Regions from separate parts of the Drosophila melanogaster genome. Here region 2 is linked to region 1. The links are chromatin contacts, called in public targeted proximity ligation maps. All regions are on one chromosome and are shown on one strand. The core of a region is the stretch at or near the end of the contact, and the rest is flanking DNA. Distances in the headings are between cores, read along the strand shown.

Region 1 (6,771 bases), core at 1,750-4,249:
ATGGAAGTCTAAGACATGGACCAACTTCTTGGATGCCGCACAATCCAGAATAATGTACCTTCGGCAGGGGAAGTTGCTGCCACTCCAGTATTTCTCCACCCGCAAAAAGTGGTAAGGTTCTTTCTCAGGATGGATGATTCACGGTGGATGGGGCGGTGGTGGGGCCAAAGGGGCGGAACCGGGAGCCCGCCATTGAGCAACTCTAACTCAAATACTCCGCCTCGAATCAACCGGCGAACAGCAAATGGCACAGGCTGGATGGCCGACAGGAGCAACAGGAGTCGCCAAAACAGGAGCTATGACGTCAGCAACAGGATACGGCAGAGACAAAACGATGAGCGAGAGAGAGAGAGAGAGCTGTGCAGGAGTGTTACAAGCTGATTGCACAAAGAGAATAAACCATTAATTTTCGAATATTTAAGTCTTTACTGCACTAAAATTTAATAATAAAAAAATATGAAATTCATAAATTATACATGGAATATATTGAAATAAATAAAGACATATATGTATCTATATTAAGAAAACGTACATATTTAAAGTATTTTGTGTTCTGTTGGCAAGGTTTTTCACCGTTTTAAAGCATTTAGAAACAACTTTTTTTCTCTGTGTGCAGAAAGCTTTTGTTTGTCTTGAAAGCTTTTGTCGCGTCTGCATACCTTCTCCTGCTGTGATGTCATATATTCGTCGACCCTTGGGGAACCCTCGTTCCATCTCTGTCGCTTCCATCAGGGGTTTGTGCGCAAAACATCAATAAATAGATTTCCCTGATTTTTCAACAGGATAGCAGAAATGCCAGCAGCAGTCAGGTAACAAACAATCACAAGTCGTCGCCAACAAAACACCCCCAATCCCCCCCTGATGCATAGATATTCCACGGCGTCCACGAAAGCTTTGGGTATTGTGTTTCTAGAAAGGGGCTCGTCGGCTAGCTGTGGGTTAATCAGCTGTGCGTGTAGTCAGGGGTTAAGAGTTTGCTAATTTCCACAAAGGCTTCCATATGTTGTTGGCCAAAAAAAAAAAAAAAATTGGGTTTGGTTCTATCTATTTGCTTACCACAAAGTGGGTGTGTTTGCCTGCTGTAAATATTTAGACAACCAGGCCAGAAACAACAGAAATAGAAACAGGCCAAAACAGTTCAATAAATAAACCAGCGCAAGTGAAACTTGTGTTTTGACTAAAAGCAAATTTGTGTATGATCGGTCGTTTTTGGAAAAAGTTTCAGCCTTGCGCTGTAGGAAAATAGTTGAACACTTTTATCGCAATCCGAAGAATGACAACTTGTAGAACAACTATGTATACATTTATATGTTCATGTTATTGGAAATTTAGCCTTAAGATAGTTGCTAAAAGAAGCGGAAAATATTTCTATAATCAAAAAGTAATCACTTTAGTTTAGAGCAATTGCCTCTTTTGAGGAAGTTTGATTACTTACAATACAATAATACTTTCTCAATCTGCCTTTCCTATTAGCTTTGTCATCAGACCTATTCGCTCAAAAGGCCCTATTTTTCAGCAATAAGCCTCATAGTCGTGGGATCGTTTAAGGCGCGTGTTAGTCATAGACATTTATATATTTACTATTTATTTGTGTTTGGCACATTCGCTTGTGTTTGTTTGGCAACAAATAGCACGCAAGGCAATTTCTATTAACCAACCGCCGGTGCCACCCCCAATTTCCTTTGAGGCCACCCAGTCAGTCACTCGTTCGCTGGTCAAAACCCCCTGTTCCTCGTTGAAACATATTTTTTCTTTAATTTTAATAGCGTGTCAGAATTTATTGGCCACGTTTAGTCGGCCGTTTGAGCCTCACGCCCATCGCTAATTATTCGGCAGGTGAGTCATGAAATTAGCTAATCTGCCACGCCCCCCTCGCGCCGCCTTCTCGTTTTATATTTCTGCTTTTGTGGTCAGTCAACCCAGCGGGAGATGCAACCACAGGAAATCGTCCAAGTGGCCACAGGCATTCGGCAATGTAAGTCAGTCAATTCCCCAGCTGCGAAATGGCTTACCGGCTTTCACCTGCCCCGCCCCCTCACCGCCCCTCACTAAACTGTCCACTCCAGTCACTCATTCAGTCATTCATTCATTCAGTCGCTCGGCAACTAATTTTCCGCGTCGACATCGTTTGTCGTCTTGTACGCGCTTTTAATAACAATTTTCAGTTTAATTTCTTGCATTTTTTCTCTTTTAATTTTTGGTTTTTTGGCTAAGCGGCTTGACAAGTGGGCATAAATAACAAAATAAAAGAAACCGGTGTCAAAGCCCAGTCGAAATGTACAAACCGAAAACAGTTGCCATTCGTTGCGCAATGGGAAAGCCTCGAAAATAAAGGCAACGGGACTTAAAACGTTTACTGGGAATTCGGGGTCAAAACTATATAAAAAAAAGCGCCCTAACACCCTGAAAAACTGACCTTTCCCTGGAACTCAGTTTGGCCCCAAGCCGCGAAAGATTCCGAGAAATCGGCGTCCCCGGGCATTAAATGCATTTCTAAATCTAAACAGCGCTTTGCTTTATAAACAGAGCAACTCAGCAGCCCCACACATGTGGCATTCCGAATTCAACATTCCGCATAAACAATAACACAAGCCATTCGACCGACCCCACACCACAGATACAATTTTTGAACAATAAACAGAAAATTTGTTTTCCCGCAAGTCGGAACGTTTATGCTTCGAGCAACTAGGAAGAGTCATAAATGGTTCGACTATAGCATACCAAGTGTGCTCAAAAACCATAAGTTGGAAAAATGGTTTAATACGCAAGTCATTCGGACATTTACTTATAATATAATATATGTCATGGAAGTCTTGTAATACATTTAATAAAATTGAAAAAACGTAATATGTATATATCCCAATTGATTAACATACCTGACACACCCCGCAAAGCGGAGTGTACAGGGTATCGTTCAAGGGGCGCTGAGCGAGTCCATTAAAAGAATTTCGTAATCGAAATCCCGCATCGAGCCAATCAAGCTAAAAACTCTGAACCCATGCCCATAGCCATGCGGGTGCAAAACGCTTATCAGACGGAATAATAATAGCTTGGACAACTACAATAAGCGAGTGAAATAAATTTAATAAACATTTTTATGATTGTTCTTTCGAAGCTTTATGGAAATTTGTTACTAGTTGGCGTAGCTGAATAATCTCAAGCTTTTCAGGGGGATATGCGATTTGGGCAAATATTTGGCCATGTATGAGCATTAAACTCAGACGTCAGTTTAGATAAGAGGTTCTTATTATCTATGGAACTCGGCAAATCATAAAAACATAACATATTTGTTCTGCATGCCTTAAATGGAAACCTCCAAAGAACTTGAATGGCTAAGAGTAAAACTTTTAGCTGTTCCATGTAAATACCGTTAGTTTTTATGCTTTCATTTACGAATTTTGCCAGTTTATTCTGTGTATTTTGTGGATTCTAAATACGGAACACAAACATGAAATTGTTAATGGAGCACAATGAAAATTTATGTGTTGAAATATTCTTTGAAAATTTACATTTTTGCCGATATTTAAATGAAGAAAGATTTTTCAAAATTTGAACTTTCGATCTGAATTTCACACACTTCTATTGATTTATAAGTATAATGGGCTAGTTACTATTAAGAAATTGATAAATTGACTTCTTTTCGTAATAATTATATATTTAATAAGCCATAAACAGTCACCCAAATATCTGAATATGACTCTTTAAATAGCCCGTGTGTCACGCCTGGTGATTTCATTCCGTATGTACATATTCCGTCTTTACAAGGCACATATGTATGACTTTAAATCCTAATGCATGTAAATGGGCACTACGACAAAATGGCCTTGAGACGCCGTAAACCGGCAACAAACGTGGCCCAAGCAACAAACATCAAATTAGCCAATCAAAGCAGAAAAACAAAACCATTTCACGCGCTCGCAGACAGTAATAATCATTTGGAAGCATACAAAAAGAGTTTAAATAATTTATATAAGCCGCCAGGCGATGAAGAAATTGCAGCACTTAACGAATAAAAATCTGCGTTTTCCAACCGGCTTAAAAAAGCTAAACACAATTAAAAGCGCTAAGCACTAAAGAGCATTCCAAGCCTTTCACTCTTTTTTCACTTTGATATCTTCCATGACCAAGCAAAATCATTTGCCTAGCCGCACTCGTAAAAAACTTCAATTGAATTTTGTATTATTTGATAACTCCATTAAGACCCCAACTGCAACAACAACAAATCAATCAGTTGCGGAAACGGAACAAACTGCGCGAAACGAAAGAGATCGAATGGAACCAATCAGACCGAAAGTAAAGCCAATTTGCATAAAAAACATGATGCTGATGCGAAGAAGGTTTATAGAGGAGAAACTATAGCTGTGCGGCACTGATTGATATCTAAACTGAAAAATTGTCTGTTGTCAATAAAATAATTCAATTGATATGGTAAAAAAATGAATCCAGATTGGGGTATCTTTTCATGCTTAACAATAAAAATGGAAAATTATCTTTTAATGACCATTAATATCTTTAATAGATGGATCCTAAAGATTAATATTACAAATATTATTATATTATACTATAAATGTATTATGAACACATACTTTTTTTGGTTACTACCCTTTCCCATCAAAGCCATTTAAAACACTTATCTCGAGAAGGCTGACGTCACCCGAAGGGACTCCAAACAAATTACGATTACTTATCGTTATTATTTCTCCGTTTTCCTCATTCTCGTTCCTATACGAAGTGTGTGTACACATTCCTCTCCTTAAAGACTCTTTTGTGGCGTACACCTAAAAGTATTTGGTTTTTTTTGCCCATTTCATGTATCGCATGCAACAAGTTACTCGCATTGAAATATCAAAAACATTCACAGGAAACCATCAAAATGCGCAGCGCGAAGTCGAGTATCGAACAAGGCTCTCTCAGTTGCTCTCTTCGGATATATGTAGTATATCTTTCTCAAGTGGGTGTGTGGGTGTGTGTTTTGGGGTGTTGTGTCTGCGTTTTGCCCTCTGCTCTCTGCTCTTTTCCCCGCACTTTTCCCCATTTTCATCGCTTTCCTACAAAGGCCTCGCGTCACTGCACTTCGTGTGCTTGTTGTTGCTGTCCGAAAAAGGGGTGCGGTGGGCGTTGGGTGGTGGAAAATCAACACACACGGACACAAAAAAAAAAAGAAAAGATGTACCCCACATTTCGGGGGAGTTGGGTAAAAATGCGTCACGGGGTTGCCAATGGCGGGGAGCCAAACAATCATCGGGGGTGGCTCCCGAACAGTGGGCCGTGGAAAATTATCCCCATCTGCAACGCAATTATCACCCCCAGAAGTGCTCAATGTGCGATGAATTGCAGTAAACTGTCAATTACACTCGTTAGATAATTCAATTTTCTCATAAATGAACCAGTGTATAAATCTCAAGTCGATGCAGATTTGCATCTACTACGTTTTTATGATGCAAATATGAGCATTTTCCGGTGTTTAATGCCATTAAAATTGCATTTCCTAATTCATATTAACATAAAATGAGTTCTAATCTTTTTTAATGCTGGGAATCGAAAAACAAAAATATTTTGTCAAATGACTGTATATGATTTAAAACGACTAATGCGATGGGAATTTAGATGAAAAACAAACAACAATAGGCATTTCAGACTAATTTCATTAATTAGGCTTGAAATATCATCGAAGTTCGTTTTTAAGTGCAATCCTTGCTTAAACATCTTAGTTTACACATTTGTGGATGGCAACATAGCCGTAACTAGTGTTCATTTGTAACAAAGTGTCTGGCATTAAACTTGCACCTTGAAAACATGTTTAATTGGCCAACCTACAAAATCATCAGAGGGTAAACCAATAGATCGACCTTGAAGGTGGCCGCACTAGATCATCAGACCGAATTTCGTTTGCTGAACCCCATTTCCATGTTCAATGCATTTCGGCACACTGTGACTGCGACTCACACTGCGTTTGCGACTGATGAGATGACGAGATCTCCATTAACTTATGAGCTATCCGGCTACCAAACGCAGTGAGGATGGTGGAACAGCAAGACGACGGTTTGCCGCGGTTGAAAAGTCAAAGTCAAATGCAAGACATAACACAATAAGACAATCCAGCTAAGAGAAACAAGAGCAACAACGTCCGACCAACACCAGCCATTATAATCGCAGAAAGGAAAACGAGTTTTCACTTTTATATTTTTGAGTTGCGCGGCTTGGGGTTGGGGATATTCATTTCCAAACGCGATTCAATTGCAGTTGCTTGTTGAGTTGCTGTTGTTGTTGTTGTTGTTGGTTGTCGCTTGGGCAAATTGTGGCCATAATGACGAATTGCATAAGCCGGAATCGTAATTATAATCAGTGACTACGACCGCTTCAGTTGCTCATCCGCCATTATGACCATACAGTCCAACTTGCCCAAGTGAAGTTGGAGTGCAGATAGAAAACCCAAATTCCCAGAATCTATAATCGTCGGAGTTGGTGATCAAAAGGATATTAAGTCAACATCCTGCAGGTAGAGCTCTCCTAGATAGACGGTTCGTTCGTTGTAGCCAGGCTTCCCTTTTACCGAACGGCTTGATCGGGCCAAAAACCTGATCGAATGTCTGGCTCTGCTCTTTCTCTTCAGATAACTCGCAGGAGTTGCGGCTCTTTTCGGGGAGCAAGCTTATCGGGCTCGCGAATTACGCGCTTTTAAAAGTCCCCGCACAAAACCTGACCATATAAGGAGTCGCATGGCAACCGACACAACGCACAACAGCGAAGGCAACCAAAACATGAGCAAAA
Region 2 (6,771 bases), core at 1,214-3,713, 73 kb before region 1:
TCGAGGTCTAGCTATATGAAATAGACAGCTTGTAATGCGAGTGACCCATTGATAACCTCTTAATTGTGGCAATATGCATAATCTACAGGAATCTAATCAATTCCAATTGCTCGGCCCTTAAATAGTTTTCATATTTTTAAAAAGTAAGACAATCCGTCAATCGTTCTATCAAACTTTTATTTCTAAAAATATTTTCCGCTGCTCTCTGAAAATGATTTCAATTCGATTTCATATGTATACATATGTATGCACTTATATTCTGGAGATGCTGATAAGCTGATTTTTTGAGGAGGAGGTCAGACAGCCTGTCATTTTGAAGGTTTATTTACACTGTGCGAAATACCTTCCCTCCTTTGTGTCTGTCTGGCAGACGAAACTGTTCGATTCCGGTCTAGATTTCGAGGTAATTTCCCGCCCTCCAAAGAAATCTGATTTTTTCTAGGTCATACAAAATTTTTTTTCTTATATAAAACTGCTATTACTTTTTTTTTTTTGTGGTCATAAACATTGAAAGAAGTTGCAGTGAAATGACTCCAAAAAAAAAACTGCCAAACCGAAGGATACTGGAATAAAGAAAATTGAAAAGTGAGCTGCGTTCAGCCAACGCATTTAAATGTGGAACGTTTTTCTGCCTGCACTTTCAAGTTCAAGAGTCGCACATAAACGAATGTTTAAACTTTAAAGTGGTATAGATAGCACATATGCATATGTCGGACTGTTGGAATTTCGCTGTTGACGTCATTGCATTCGACTCGGTTTGATTCGTCTTCTTTTGCAATTGGCGAATTTGCCTTTAGCCACTTAAAGTAAACAGAGCAAAAGTCGAAGCAGAACATTGAAATATTGGCATGTTTCAAGGCCTGGGGATACGTTTCTTAGTTTACTGACACACTTCTGTGTGTCTTTAATAACTTTTGCATATATACTCATGACGCTCCTCTAATTTACTTTTGGAAAAGCATCACTCATCACACTGGTTTTTTGGGATTCGTGTGCTTTTAGTATTTCTTCTTTTTGTTCTAGAATCTTGAAATGGTTCTTTGATTTGCGTTGTGCTTGGCTAATAATGCCAACACGTGAGCATAAAACTCGCATAAAACGCAGACAGAAGACAAGGCAGCAGCAGATAGGCAAATGCGCACATATGTGCTCCCCATCGTTTATGGATTTGTTTGCCAGTTCTATTCTCCACCGTTCTGGCTCCCCATTGTTCTGTTTGTGTTTTTGCGCCCTACCCAAACATTGTCGCTTTGGTATACCTGGCTTACCCGATTCCTATGCGGAGTGCTCATCATCACATCAAATAGTTGGCAATGCCGGGCACGCACAATTCAGATTAAAGTATATGGAATATTTCGCAGTACTTGGCTTTAATGGCCCAGCACTCTGACGTCAGACTTGACTCAGGTAGAGAGTGAAAATTGGAATATAGCCCTGCTTTAATTTGCATTTCTCTGCCCTTTCCCATGCATATGCATTAGCCAGCTAAATAAGTGAAATGGAGGCGGGTTTTCAAGGTTCCCCAGGCGTAAAAGGGGGATTTGAATTGTATCTCTTTGTTTCGCGGCACTTTACGGGGCAAAACACAGGTAAATAGTGTGTATCTTATCAGCTTCATTCAGAAAGCTCTAAAATCCATACCGTCTATTTCTTATAGAGCTATTTCCCAGTTTCTTCATGCCTACTCAGATTTGCTTGTCTGCTGCTCTCCGCCGATTAGCAATTCAAAAATGTTATTTTTGCTTTTATCTAAGTCTATTAAGTGGGCCGTGTGTAAGTTCCGCTTTTGTTTTTGTCTTGCCATATTTACATTGTTTATGCTTGAGTTTGTTGAGCTAATTAAAGTAGGAGAGCAGATGGACTGGACTCCTGGTTTCTGTTCGTGTATCTCGGCTGTGGGTCTTTTGGCTATCTTTGGCTATTTTTAGTTGGCTTATATCTCATAAATAACTCGACACGTGCTCTCTGACGTCTACCGACTTAACATTCTGTCTCATTAGCCAATCGACCTTTGTCTGTATTCAAAAGTAGCTTTGGTGATGCCTTTGGTTTCTGGTATTCTGTTTCTTTGGCACGCTCGCGTTTACCACAGTTTTAAATCGTTATTATCAGTTACTTGATTAATTTCAATTGAAATTGTTTACTTTTGCTTTCGCGCCGACTGATAATGAGTATGTGAGGGGTCGTTAAAAGTTTGACCAGAATGCAAATGTTGGCGAATTATTGCAATTGCAGTGTCTAACGCTCGTCATAGTCTATATATAGCGAGGCTCTTGAATATTTAATGAACTTATCAAATGTTTGCCCGGACTCCAGCTGTCTTTCCGCAATAGATAAAGTTCAGCACACTATATGTACTATACTCCAGACCCTGCCCTGCATCCGATGCCCTGGCAAATGAGAGCAATCCGGGGAAACTAAGTCGAACCGCCTGGGGCCAGTGTAATCCACTGATAAGCCGGCGAAATCCGCTGATAAGACCTTTGTTTACCCCGCGGCGTTTGAAACTAATTAAACTTTGTAATGCAGCAAATCAATCCGATGACTCCTTATCGCCCTGCGAAGGTTCAAGTCGGTTCATTATCTAAATTAAATTTAAAGTCCTTTAAAGTCCACACCCCAAACTGCGCTCCCTCCCGTTGCGCGCACAATTACTTTTTAAATGCCTGCCTAATATTTTCACGAACGCTAATGACTCTCTCACGATTGCCTGAAAAACAGCTCGAGCAAAACTCCCAGAGGGTATTTATAGCTCCAACACTGTGACATTGCATAATTTGATCTAATTTAGAAATCAAATAATCAGAGCGCACATACACAGGTTGCTGAAAAAATGGTGCCGGCTAATTATGGAAAATTGAAGAGGGCGTGGTTGGGGCGGGGAAATGGCGGTGATGCTGGTCAAAGTGCACTCCACCGACGGATGCTCGACGCATTCTCAATTTAATTTGCGCTGCGTCATTGCGGTAATTCAGTGTGTATACATACATACATATATGTACGTACGTATATGTAGATATGCACACCAAACCAAACCACCACGAATGTTATAAGTCGAGCTGCTGCAGTTCCACAATTAAATTGGACGCGGATCAGGAAGGGAGGGGGTGCGGGGGTGGTAACTGCATAAATTGTGGCTAAGGTTAGGGCTGTTATTAAATAGATAATTGCTAGAAAAACTGCAATACGATCTTGCGTACGAGTGCCAACGGGCGTATCAAATATCGAATATTACGTATACGACACGTTGGTATTGTAAGCAGAAAATGAGCGGATAACTATTAAGGCAATTATATTCGAAATGAAATTATATTAGCAATATTTCAATTAATAATAAGAACTACATTTCAGTACATTTAAAATGAAGTCATTAGATTCTTTATTAACATTCGGTACTAATAATGCATTTTGATATAATTCATATTTTCCAGAGGAGGAGGCGTACATATGTCTGGCCGGTCTGGTCGGTAGCAAGGAGAAGGTATTCATCAATCAAACCAAACTACAGCACGAAGTCACTTGGAAGACGGTGATGCAGATAGCCAAAAAGCACACAGTAAGTAGTAGACTCCCAGTACAGCAGTACAGCAGTACACATCGATCAAATGCTAATCAAAAGTGTATCGTTTAGAAAAGTGCTACTTCGTATTTCCAACGTATTTGCCCGGGCCTGAAGCTAGAACGCATCTTCATGGACTGGTGCTGGTGGATTCTAGCCGGTCTACCCTTCCAGCATCTGGTGCGGATCATGGACTGCTACTTCCACGAGGGCATCAAGGTCCTGTACCGCGTGGCCCTCGTCATACTCAACCTGTTTCACAAGGAGTGCCAGTCGAACAACGAATGGAGTCCGGACAACATTAAAAACGACATTGGCAACGCTTTGATCAAGTTCTGCAAGAAGATACCAGTGTCGCCGGCGAAGTTGCTCCATGCCGCGTTTAGTATTAGGGGACTGAGGTAGTTAAAATGTTAACTAATGATCAATGAGATCAGTTTGTAATGCCCGGTTTCTTCTCTTGCAGTACCCAGTATATTTCTAGAATATTTATCAAGACTGAAATGCTACTAAAAAGCCGCTCCGTGCTCACCAGCGGTTCGAAGCAATTAATCAAATCGCGTTCAAGTGATAATCTGCCCACTAGTCAGTCGCAGGTCAACATCCAAATGATGTCCCACACCCTGACCATCCGAGAGGTATGTGAATCTAATCCCTAACCCAATCGACGCGCCCCCTCCAACCCACCATCACACAGCATACACAGCGAACACAGTACCCAGAATACAGAATACTGAATACAAACAGAAACCGAGTTAGGCATTCCTTCAGTTAGTAATGACCCAAATGAAACTATTCACACAGCACAGCACTACAAGCAAAACACCTTGTCTAATGGTAAACTCTGATTTATTTTTATTCGTTTTCTGTTTATGTTTCTCTCACAACTTCTTCAACTCTGAAACAACGCACCCAATAAATAAACAAAACCAGAAGCTGCACTCCGAGAGCTGTCGCAATTTGGTATGAGGCCGTGAAAAGCTATACAAAATTATTATTACAAAACAAAAAAGATGCCAATGTTTGATTGATTCTGCTTGATCTGTTGTTTTTCTTTCCACACCGTCTTTGAATGAGTTGAATCTACTTTCAATTTTCTTAATTTGCTCGAGTCGAGTTACGAAAGCATGAAAATAGGAAAGTTTTAATTTAAAATTGAAATCAAATATCAAATATGTGTACATATGAAAAGTTTAATTTCGGAATCAACTGGATCAAGTCCTGATGGTTTAAGGCGTCCAGTTAATTCTCAAGCTCTCTCTCCGAACTGATTCGACTCGATTTTTGTGTCCGTTCTGCTTCCACTTGACTTTTGTGTTGTGTTTGATTTTTGTCATGTATTATTTCGCGGAATGAAATAACTTCTTGCAGTTACTGTTTCGTTACTTATCAAGCAAAGCAAAAACACAGCCTACACAATAACCACATTTATAAAATAACCACACTGTATAGCTTTTTATTCGTTTCCGTTGCTTTTCGTTGTGATAAAATGAAATAATATATTGCAAAGCCTATATACTCACATACAGAAATACATAAACCAACAATAATCCTCAAGTGAATTTGCTCCATATATGAAATCAATATATAAAACGTTATTTCTATTTTTCTTGTACTTTTTTTGCTGCCTTGGCAACGAATGAATGAATATTAACGATACTACAAAAATAATAATTGCGAAATACAATATAAATTTGCGTACGCTTAATCAATGTATACATACATACTTCTGAATTCGATGAAATACATTTCCACGGGTTCATTGGCCGCATTTGGGTGCATTCTGTTAAATATTTCATCCATCATGATTATGTATAAACTGTAGGGTGAAAAATCGCCCGGTCATAGAGCAATCGCGATGGGCGTTTATCCCATACACAATCTGAAAAGTCAAGCTTGTAAGAACGAAGATGTAAGTGAAAGTCAAAGTCAAAGTCCACTCCACTCCACTCCACTCCAATATAAAGCCAATCAACAATTCCCACCGAGATAACCACAAAACACACTTTATTCGTACTATAATATGTATAACTCGAAAATATCTTGATGCTTTTGGCTCACTTTTTATCCGCATTTCATTCAAGCCACAAAAACTGCATGTAGTGCCAGAATTTGTTTTCAATCGAATGGAAACTATTGTAGTTGATTTATTCCGTTCGTAAAGTTTCGTTTGCCATCATTTTTAAGTTTTCAGTGTAGTTGGCATTTCTTCCACTATAATTGATTATCTCTGAGTTTTAGTTACGTCAATCCAGTTTGGGTCCCAATTCTTGCCATAACGAATACGTTAGAATGAAGGGTATAGGAGAGTCAGCTAGCACATCTATAAGTCGATTTCATGCGTTCTCCCAAGATCTCATCCGCCACATTGCATATAATTTTTTGCTATATATCCATCTATATCTTTTCATAGCATTTTGGTTTGCCGGGCACAAAGAATTTCATAAAAACCTGGACGGATAGACAATTTGTAAGCATTGCATTGCATATTGAAAACCCTCCAACCTGTTTTCCCCTCCCCATTGCCATTACAATCCATTCCGTGATTCCATTAAAGTGAATGCAATTATTCCTTGAAACTCCCATCCAAATTTAGAAACAGTTTTCATTCCGTGCCCGTCCTAGATAATATTTCAAAACAGTCCCTGTCTTTGTAATAGTGTCATTGTCCTGCTGTTAACTGTTAATTGTCAGTAGTCTGCATTTCATCTGAGAATTGGAGAGTCGCAAATGATTAGTATTAAATTAAGTCCGCAATAAGCTTACAGTTTGAGTGCCGCCGAGCCACAGTTTGAGATGCGCTGCTGCCGTGCCGCCGCCGCTGCTTACAGTTGGAAGTGAACTGCGCCATAGTTTATTCTCTGTAGATTTTAGACCTCATCGAGAGTTGTTGCCTCTTATATGTTACGTAACCCCGGCTTTTAGTTGTTTTTTCGTTGAACTTTTGGCCTCTTAGTTCATGTTCTTTCACTCTACTTTACCCACGCCAACGTATTTTGTTCTGTCATTGGCTAATTGCTACCCTTTTCAATACGTTACTCGTAGTTGTAGACAAGTTCTAGCTTTCAATCGTGTTCGGATGAGTTGCTAACAAACATGCCATTCGTTCTCCCATAGCTGTTCACGCTGTGGTCCTGGCTGCCCGTGCGGATAACAATGTACCAACCGGTGCTGCTCTACACCACGGAGGAGCACGGCTGCTCACTAACCAC

What was found.
Region 2: a contact with region 1 is called in a targeted proximity ligation map of the Kc167 cell line, with 2.2 times the contacts expected there. A contact is called at or near these places in 6 of 107 Hi-C or Micro-C datasets (the D17-c3 cell line, the Kc167 cell line, the ML-DmBG3-c2 cell line and 3 more) and 1 of 7 datasets of targeted methods (the Kc167 cell line).

Annotation. Positions count from the first base shown.
Region 1 is chr2L:20,802,114-20,808,884 of dm6, reverse strand. All of the region lies in intron 1 of CG9328, which reads right to left. Among named protein-coding and RNA genes, the nearest start is that of CG9328, 7.8 kb to the right of the region's middle.
Region 2 is chr2L:20,874,338-20,881,108 of dm6, reverse strand. CG43739 reads left to right here. Exons shown (of 11, transcript NM_001273719.1): 6 at 3,432-3,556; 7 at 3,632-3,960; 8 at 4,026-4,197; 9 at 6,677-6,771. It overlaps sky (skywalker), which reads left to right. Exons shown (of 11, transcript NM_206017.3): 6 at 3,432-3,556; 7 at 3,632-3,960; 8 at 4,026-4,197; 9 at 6,677-6,771. It also overlaps asRNA:CR44981. Among named protein-coding and RNA genes, the nearest start is that of CG14401, 7.9 kb to the right of the region's middle.